2 separate regions of the Anser cygnoides genome follow, and region 1 is linked to region 2. A link is a contact called in public Hi-C data. All regions are on one chromosome and are shown on one strand. The core of a region is the stretch at or near the end of the contact, and the rest is flanking DNA. Distances in the headings are between cores, read along the strand shown.

Region 1 (3,460 bases), core at 102-2,601, 44 kb after region 2:
GTAATCTTGCCAAGATGTAACTTGAGTTCCTGGCTGAACCTCTCAGTTTTCAGCAACTATCTGGAGCTAGCTGATGATTACTTCGCCTTCTATTCCTGCTCACTCTCCAGGTGAATTTAATGGGCACAGAGTGCCTGCAGTCACACTGCCATACACAGGGAGCATAAAAGCCGTGACCATGCACACCAGCAGCCACAGCTGCGTGGGAAGACAAGGTCTGAGGACAAAAGTTGGTTGAGTGTCACCCATAAAGTGATGGTGGGATCTAGAGCAGTAATGTCATACCACACATGGGGCTCAAGAGCAAAACCACTTCAGTTGCATTAGAGGGCACGGCAGCTTTGTCATCCCAAACCGGAGTGCCAGCACAGATGAAAGAATCCTAAAACCACTCTTTGGCACTGAAGTAGTGACAGTAAAGTGGCTGGCTTTAAAGCGTGATTTAAATGAATCCCGAGTCCCTCAAAAAAAAGATGAGGGAGCTGAGGTTTGGTGTCCCCAACACCCTGGTGGGCATGCCGCTGCTCTTACTGCTGCCAGGCCCCGGACAACCACTGCCCAGAGCCCTCAGCCATCCCCACTGCCGAGGACAAGGCCACCCTCGCACCACGACCCTCCAGAGAAAACCACAGCCCCGCGCCATCACCAGGCTCTCCAGGCAGCTCCTGTTTCGGCTGAGGCCAACCCCGAAGATCACTTGCTCCATGACCCAGCCGGAGCGTTGCAAAACCCACGGAGGCCCCGAGTGTTTTGCAAGCGCCATGTGACACACACATGACTCGCAGCCGGAGCGGGGCAGGGCGGACCTCCGCCTGCCCAGCCTGCCAGCGGGCCGGGGCGCGCAGCCCCCGCGGAGAGGGGCTGTTTCTCCCGGCTGCCCCCCCCCGCCGCTCCCCCCAGGCGGGGCTCACCGGGGGGGCAGCCCCGGGGCAGGGCGAGGCGCCCACACCCTTCGGGTCCCCCCCAGGAGGGCGGCACCGGGGGGGGCACCCGGGGGCTCTCCCCACCGCCAAGGCCCGGGGGGCCTCCCCCCGGCTCCGCTGTGCCCCCCAGCCCCCCGGCCCCGTCGCCCTTACCCCCCCCGCCCCGCACTCACTACTCGGGGTTCATGCTGGACATGTCCGTGGGGCCCGCGGCCCGAGGGACGGCGTAGGGCGCTGCGAGGGGAGGGCGCTGGCGGCCTGGCACCTGCCGCCGCCCAGGCGGGCGCTCCGCGGATGCAGGGGGTGCGAGGGCTGCCGCCTGCGCCCGGCTCGGCTCGGCCCGGCCTGCCCCCTCCGCCCGGCCCCGCTCCGCTCCGCGGCCTCCGCGCTCGCTCCTCAGCCCAAAATGGCCGCCGCTGCCCGACCAGGAAACGGGGCGGCCGCTCGACCAGCAGCGCTTACATGGCCGGGGGGAGGCGGCGGGGCATGCCGGGAAACCGAGTCCGCGCCACGCCCGCCGCCCCGCGCCCGCGGCCGGCCGCGCCCCGCTCTGCGGGACTCGCTCTCCCGGCGGCCCCCGCGGCGGCGGCGGCGCATGCGCGTCGGCCGGCCTTTCTTCCCTCGGCCCCGTCGGCTCGGCGCGGCAGTGGGCGCAGCGGATTGGCCGGGGAGGGGCCGGCCGGGGGTGACGTCAGCGGGCAGACGTGGCAGCCCGGGCGAGTCGCGGGGCGGGCGGAGGGGGCGGGGCTTAAGCGCCGAGGGGCGGGGCCAGCGCCCTCCCCACCCGGCCGGGCCCGGGCACGGCCGCGGCCTGGGCCTGGGGACTCGGCTCTGAGGGGCGCGGAGCCCGCAAGGCCTCGCTGCCGGCCCGGCTGTGCCGTGCCTGGCGGGGCCAGCTGCCTGCACGCCGAAATAAATTAAAAAAAAAAATGACATCACCTCACGAAATCACCTCATGAAATCACCTCATGAAATCATACTCTGCGCCCCCCCCAGTAATAAGGATCAGTCCCTTTCCACACAACAACCATTACATCTGTTATCTAAAGCGGTTTCCAAGCATTATTCAGTCACATACCGTCCTTCGGGTGCATTAAACACTACTACACTCGTTTTCCTCCTAGGAAGCAAAGGGATGGCGACCCTGTCATACTCCTGATACCTCCAAGCAAAAGTCTCATTAAACCTAGAAGAACTCAGAATTTAGGAGCTTAGTTTTCTAGTTTTCACTTAAATTCCTACTAACCATCAAGTTGTGTCACTGGTATTTTCGGTTGCTTACGCTTTCAAGTGTATTCCTAACAAAGTCCTGCCCTTTCAAACGCCATCAGAAGGAGCACGTCACTGAAATACTGTACGTCGTCGTTCTAGAATCGTACACAGGGGACTGCTAAACCTTACACGTCTTAACAGCTCCTGGTAATCAGCTCAGGAATTTAAATCCCCACTAAACACATATTATCTGATGTTATTTCATTACAAAGGGCATAGTGTAACATATTGACCAAAGTTTATCTTCCAGCCGGCTCAAAGGATGGGAGAAAGAGTCCGCAAGAAGACTACCACGTCACCGAAACATCCTAGGCAGGCAAAGAAGTGTGTGTAGTGCTTATGTCATCTTCACGTGGCAAGCTGAAAAGTGTTACTGCAGCAATCCAGATATTAATCTGTTCACAAACTGACTTCCACCAAGCTGCAAGTCACCAGCCATGCAAGTACAAGGGGTTACCAAAATAACCGATGTGAACAGGAGTCTTGCAATTGGGCAGCGACAGAGCTGAATCCCCAGAGGAACTGAAATTGCATAGTCTTATCCTTTTTTTTCCCCCACAATAAGACAGTGAAAAGCTACTCGCGCTCCACATATCTTCGTGTTTTTAGTGGTTACATTCATTTCCTTAAAAGAAGTCAACATACTGTGTGAACTATAAATTAAAATATTAAACATTGGTTAAAAAAATGGTTGTCCTTTGCTTTTTGTGTTGCTTGTTAGGTAATGATCTACGTGTAAATCTACCACATAAATTACTGTATGTGCTGCTTTTGTGGTGGCTGTCACTGAAGACTCTTACTTCCCTTTCCCTATTCCTTGGTGTATTTGTGAAACCATACCCTTTTTTGTGTGATGCTTGCCATCAGAAATCCAGTGAATCCTTTGAAACTCTCTTTTCTCTCCCATACAGTGTAGTTCTTGAGATGCTCTGTGTAAGGTGACCAGATCTGTAGGAATATCCCAGATGACAAACTTCATTTAGCAGACAGAACATCACTCTCTGCTGATACAGAAGTCATTTTTGCAGGGACATTTTTAACATTTGTGCCTTGACTTTTCTCCAATGAAACAAAAAGCTTCAACCACCCCAATACCTTATTCTTTTTTTTTCTTTTTTTTTTTCTTTTTTTTTTTCCTTTTTTTTTTTCTTTTTCTGAGGAATAATGCTTATAGGCCACAGTAAATAGGGCTCAGCCATACTTGGGACTGTACAGATCCAGCGAACTCAGAGCAGGCACAGGAACAAACCAATGCTAGCGCTAGC
Region 2 (3,720 bases), core at 288-2,787:
TGAAATGGTGATAATATTTCTGTGGAAAATACCTTCAGTAACAACATCTTCCATCTGTAGCTCCATTAATGTTAGTGGATCTGGGGAGATGAATTTGGCTCTCCTTACGGTGTTGTAACTCTCTTAAACTAAAAGGCCACTGCTTTGTTTTCTTGTTTTTAATCTTAACCAGGGACCGAACCACCACAGTTGTGAATGTGGAAGGGGACGCCCTAGGAGCAGGTATCCTCAATTACCTGAATGAAAAAGACAAGAAAGATAAAGAGCAGGAGCTAAAAGAAGTCAGCGTAGAAGCAGTTGCTAACAGCAAGTCTGAAGAGGAGACGTCGCCTTTGGTAACCCACAAAAACCAAGTCTCCAACGCAACCAGTACAGCAGACCCTGAATCCAAGGAATCAGTATTGTGAACTAGAGGCCGTTTGTTAACACGCGTCCTAGAAGTGGACCGGGGACTTGTTAACGCACCTAGACGTTTGCAGTGCTAACAAGGGCTGGATGGCTCTTGAAAGTTTTAAGTTCCAGTCTGTTTTCAAATTTGCTGACCACAGGAAGGGGAGGGAGGTGGGTTGGGAAGAGAAGGGGCAGCGAGAAAGAACGCTGGCTTTATGATAGTGTTTTGATAATTCCCATGTATACATGTATATATGTGTTGCATGTACACACACATATACATGTAGGGGAAAGCAATGCCATTTGAGACTTCTGTTTTTACAAGAGATCTGTTAGTAAAGGCCCTTATGAGTTGGAGGTGGGGAAGTAGACAAATCCCAGTAAATGCTTATCGTAGGGAGAAATTAGTAAGCTTATTGTGCTGCTGTTCAAATGGAGATACAGTTTAGAAACTCCAGAGTGGGTGAGAATGTTGCTTTAATTTAGTTTCTTGCCTGGAAACAGTTACTGTCAATTATACACACAATATGAAGCAACATTTTTCTCCCACTCCGCTTCCTCTCCTGTTCTCCAGTCACTTGAAAACATCAAATAGAACCTGGAAAGTAGTTGTTTTTTTTTTTTTTAAGTGTCATATCTGAATTAATCACAGGGGTCCAAACCTTGTTCCATTCCCCCGCTGCATTGCAGCTCGTAGCAGCTTTCTTGCCTTTTGGTGAGTAAATCCCAAACTTTGGAACCAAACGAAGGATATCTTAGAGCAGATCAGGAACTGGTTTTCTCCTCCCCTCTTAGCAAGTTGTTGAGAAAAAAGTCCAGAGGAAGCACAAATTTTGTTAAAGTAATCCCTCTGGGGCTTAAAAAATGTGGAGTCTGTTCCAGCATAAATATGTCTAAAAGAGGCTTGCCTGTGACATCAAGAAAGCAAGAAGTCAGTTCCCTTCATGAATACACACATGCACCTTTGCTAGCACTCCATGTCCTGCTCATGTTTGTTTAGTGGGTCAGTCCAAACAAATTAAGCCATATCCCTTTTCCGGCAAAATTGAACAGGGGAGAAAAAAATCTGAACACATGTGGGAACTGACGACAGGCAGGTCTGATTGTTGGCTTGAAAGGGGAAGAAAGGAGGTGAGTTTCTAACCTCAGTGATCTCTGGAACAGTTGCATACCTGTTCCTGCTAGGAATTTGGTCCTGTTACAAATGTTCAGTGATCTCTGAATGTTGGGACAGTTGTATCCCTTTTCCTGTTGGGAATTTGGTCCTGTTACAAACGTTCAGTGATCTCTGGGCGTTAGGACAGTTGTATACCTGATCCTGCTAGGAGTTTGGTCCTGCTACAAATGTACTTCCAGCAGCAGCTTACATTTACTTCTGGGTGGTGCTGGGCTGGGGTAATGCTTAATGGCAGATGGTAAACTTTGCTTGAAGCTGATCCAGATGCTTCTGGATTCTGACTCCACCTTTTTTCCTTTACCACAAACTTCCTGATTTTGCACCCCAAACCTGATCAAAGTCCGGCAAACATTGCAAAAGTCCTGTTGATTTCTCTTGGCATTTTGGACAGCAAGTAGTTACAAAATGATAGCTGTGCATACGCCAAGATTTGCCTGGACTTGTGACACTTTCCTTTGGCTGCTTTAGCGAGATGAGTGCATGTGGTCAGTCCTCCACACTGTTAACTCAGTAATATATATTTACACTTAGCTTTGATGTACAATAATGATAAGTCTCCCCTTTTCTTTCTCCTCTCTTGCTTCAGAGGAAGCTATCTTGGAAAGATATCCAGTTGCTGATGTTTATGTTCACGGCACTAGGAAGAGGCAGCTCCAATTTTATAGCAGCAGCAGCCTTCATTTGCAAAGCATCTTTCCTGGTAAAGGGACACAATGAATTTTGCAAAAAGACGCTCAGAATGAGATGTGGCCACCTCTGAGGGAGAACACAGTGAGTGCGTCATGACTGGCTGTTTAATTGTGTGCTGCAGCACTATGCAAACAAAGTAAGAAAGGATTAGTCAGCCCACTGTGAAACTACAGGTGAAGTTTGTTTTTAACCGGCTTATTTATAGCCATGTCCACAAAATCGGATCAATCGTTGGCTCAATTTAAAAATGGAAGAAGACAAATACAATTCTCTAGGGACATCCTTTGGCCAATATTTATTATTTCATTTTTGGCAGATCAAGACCTGCTGAAACTTTGCATTTCCTCCCGTTAGAATCATCCCAATTCCTTTCAACTCAGGAAACCAAAACTGTGCTTTGTAGCTGACAATGAAAGTCAACAAATAAGAAGCGTTTTGAAAAATGTTTGAGGTTTGAAAAAATGGTTCTCTACCCCCCCCCCCTTTTTTTAACAAGTCTAAATGTTTCATGGAAAAATGTGAATGCACCAGAACTGCAAATATTTTGATTTTAAAACAGTATATGGATACTTCAGGAGAACTGGAAATCAAAACTGTTCCCTGCAGGCTGGGTTCTGTAGATGCATTTCTATCTCCCATCAGACATTTAGCTCCTTTGATGCTCTCACTCACCATGACACATTCAGCTCAGCTGAAGACATGAGACCAGGCAGCACCCAAACGGTAATTCCTGTGAAGCGTCACAGCAACATTTGAGAATAGGAAGTTGCTCAGTTTTGATTTTTCCCCCCAGAGCTAATGTTGCCAACAGATGAAAGTACTCTAGGGGTGAGTGAAGGCTGGGCTTCCTCACAGACAACACCTAGCCACTGCTTTATTGATCTTCCTTCCCTGTGGTGCTGCTTGACTGTACCCTGTTCCTCTAAGCAGCATGATGTAGGCTGTGGGGCATTCTTTCTGGCAGTAGATCCCAGAAAATGATTAAATTAATGCCAATTATCTCAGAGTTGTCTTAGTATTTTCCACTAGCAATGCAGAAGCTAAATGTCTTTGCTGAAGAATGCATCTCTGAATCCCCATTAGTGGATTGCCATGTTTTGCATCAAGGTGAATGTCTAGTCCTGTGTAAAGCTTGTTAAAGCAGTGAGCTTTAAGGAGGCCAAATCATTCCTATAGCTGGAATTGAACAAAGGAAATTTAATACTCCTCCTCCAGGTGCCATTGGGTTTATATGAAACATTGAGTATTTAGGACCAGCCTTTTATCTTGCCAGAAATTTGTAATCTTGCAGAAACCCTACTTTAGATTTAGAAAGCTGCCAGTTCTTTTGTTGTTCGCACGCAGCAAGAGGGATCCCAGAGTTTTCCATGTAAGCGTGAATGCTGGGTAATGACTGCTTTTCCAAATATCTTCTTGGTCCTTTTTGTTATTATCTGTGTCAGAAATTACATTTCTTATTTTTC

Evidence for each region. A called contact is a pair of places that touch in the nucleus more often than the background predicts.
Region 1: a contact with region 2 is called in a Hi-C map of liver, with 17 times the contacts expected there. The contact joins the promoter of RAB1A here to the enhancer-like site in region 2. A contact is called at or near these places in 2 of 7 Hi-C or Micro-C datasets (both in liver).

Annotation. Positions count from the first base shown.
Region 1 is chr3:847,559-851,018 of Taihu_goose_T2T_genome, forward strand. It overlaps RAB1A (RAB1A, member RAS oncogene family), which reads right to left and starts at 1,352. Exons shown (of 6, transcript XM_048060753.2): 1 at 1,097-1,352. The coding sequence starts at 1,119.
Region 2 is chr3:803,859-807,578 of Taihu_goose_T2T_genome, forward strand. It overlaps SLC1A4 (solute carrier family 1 member 4), which reads left to right. Exons shown (of 8, transcript XM_048060750.2): 8 at 173-3,720. The coding sequence ends at 407. Among named protein-coding and RNA genes, the nearest start is that of CEP68, 8.4 kb to the right of the region's middle. Within about 2 kb of position 1,538, at least 2 of the 3 cell types and tissues checked have open chromatin away from gene starts, as enhancers often do. A contact at or near this core is called in liver, where this site is marked.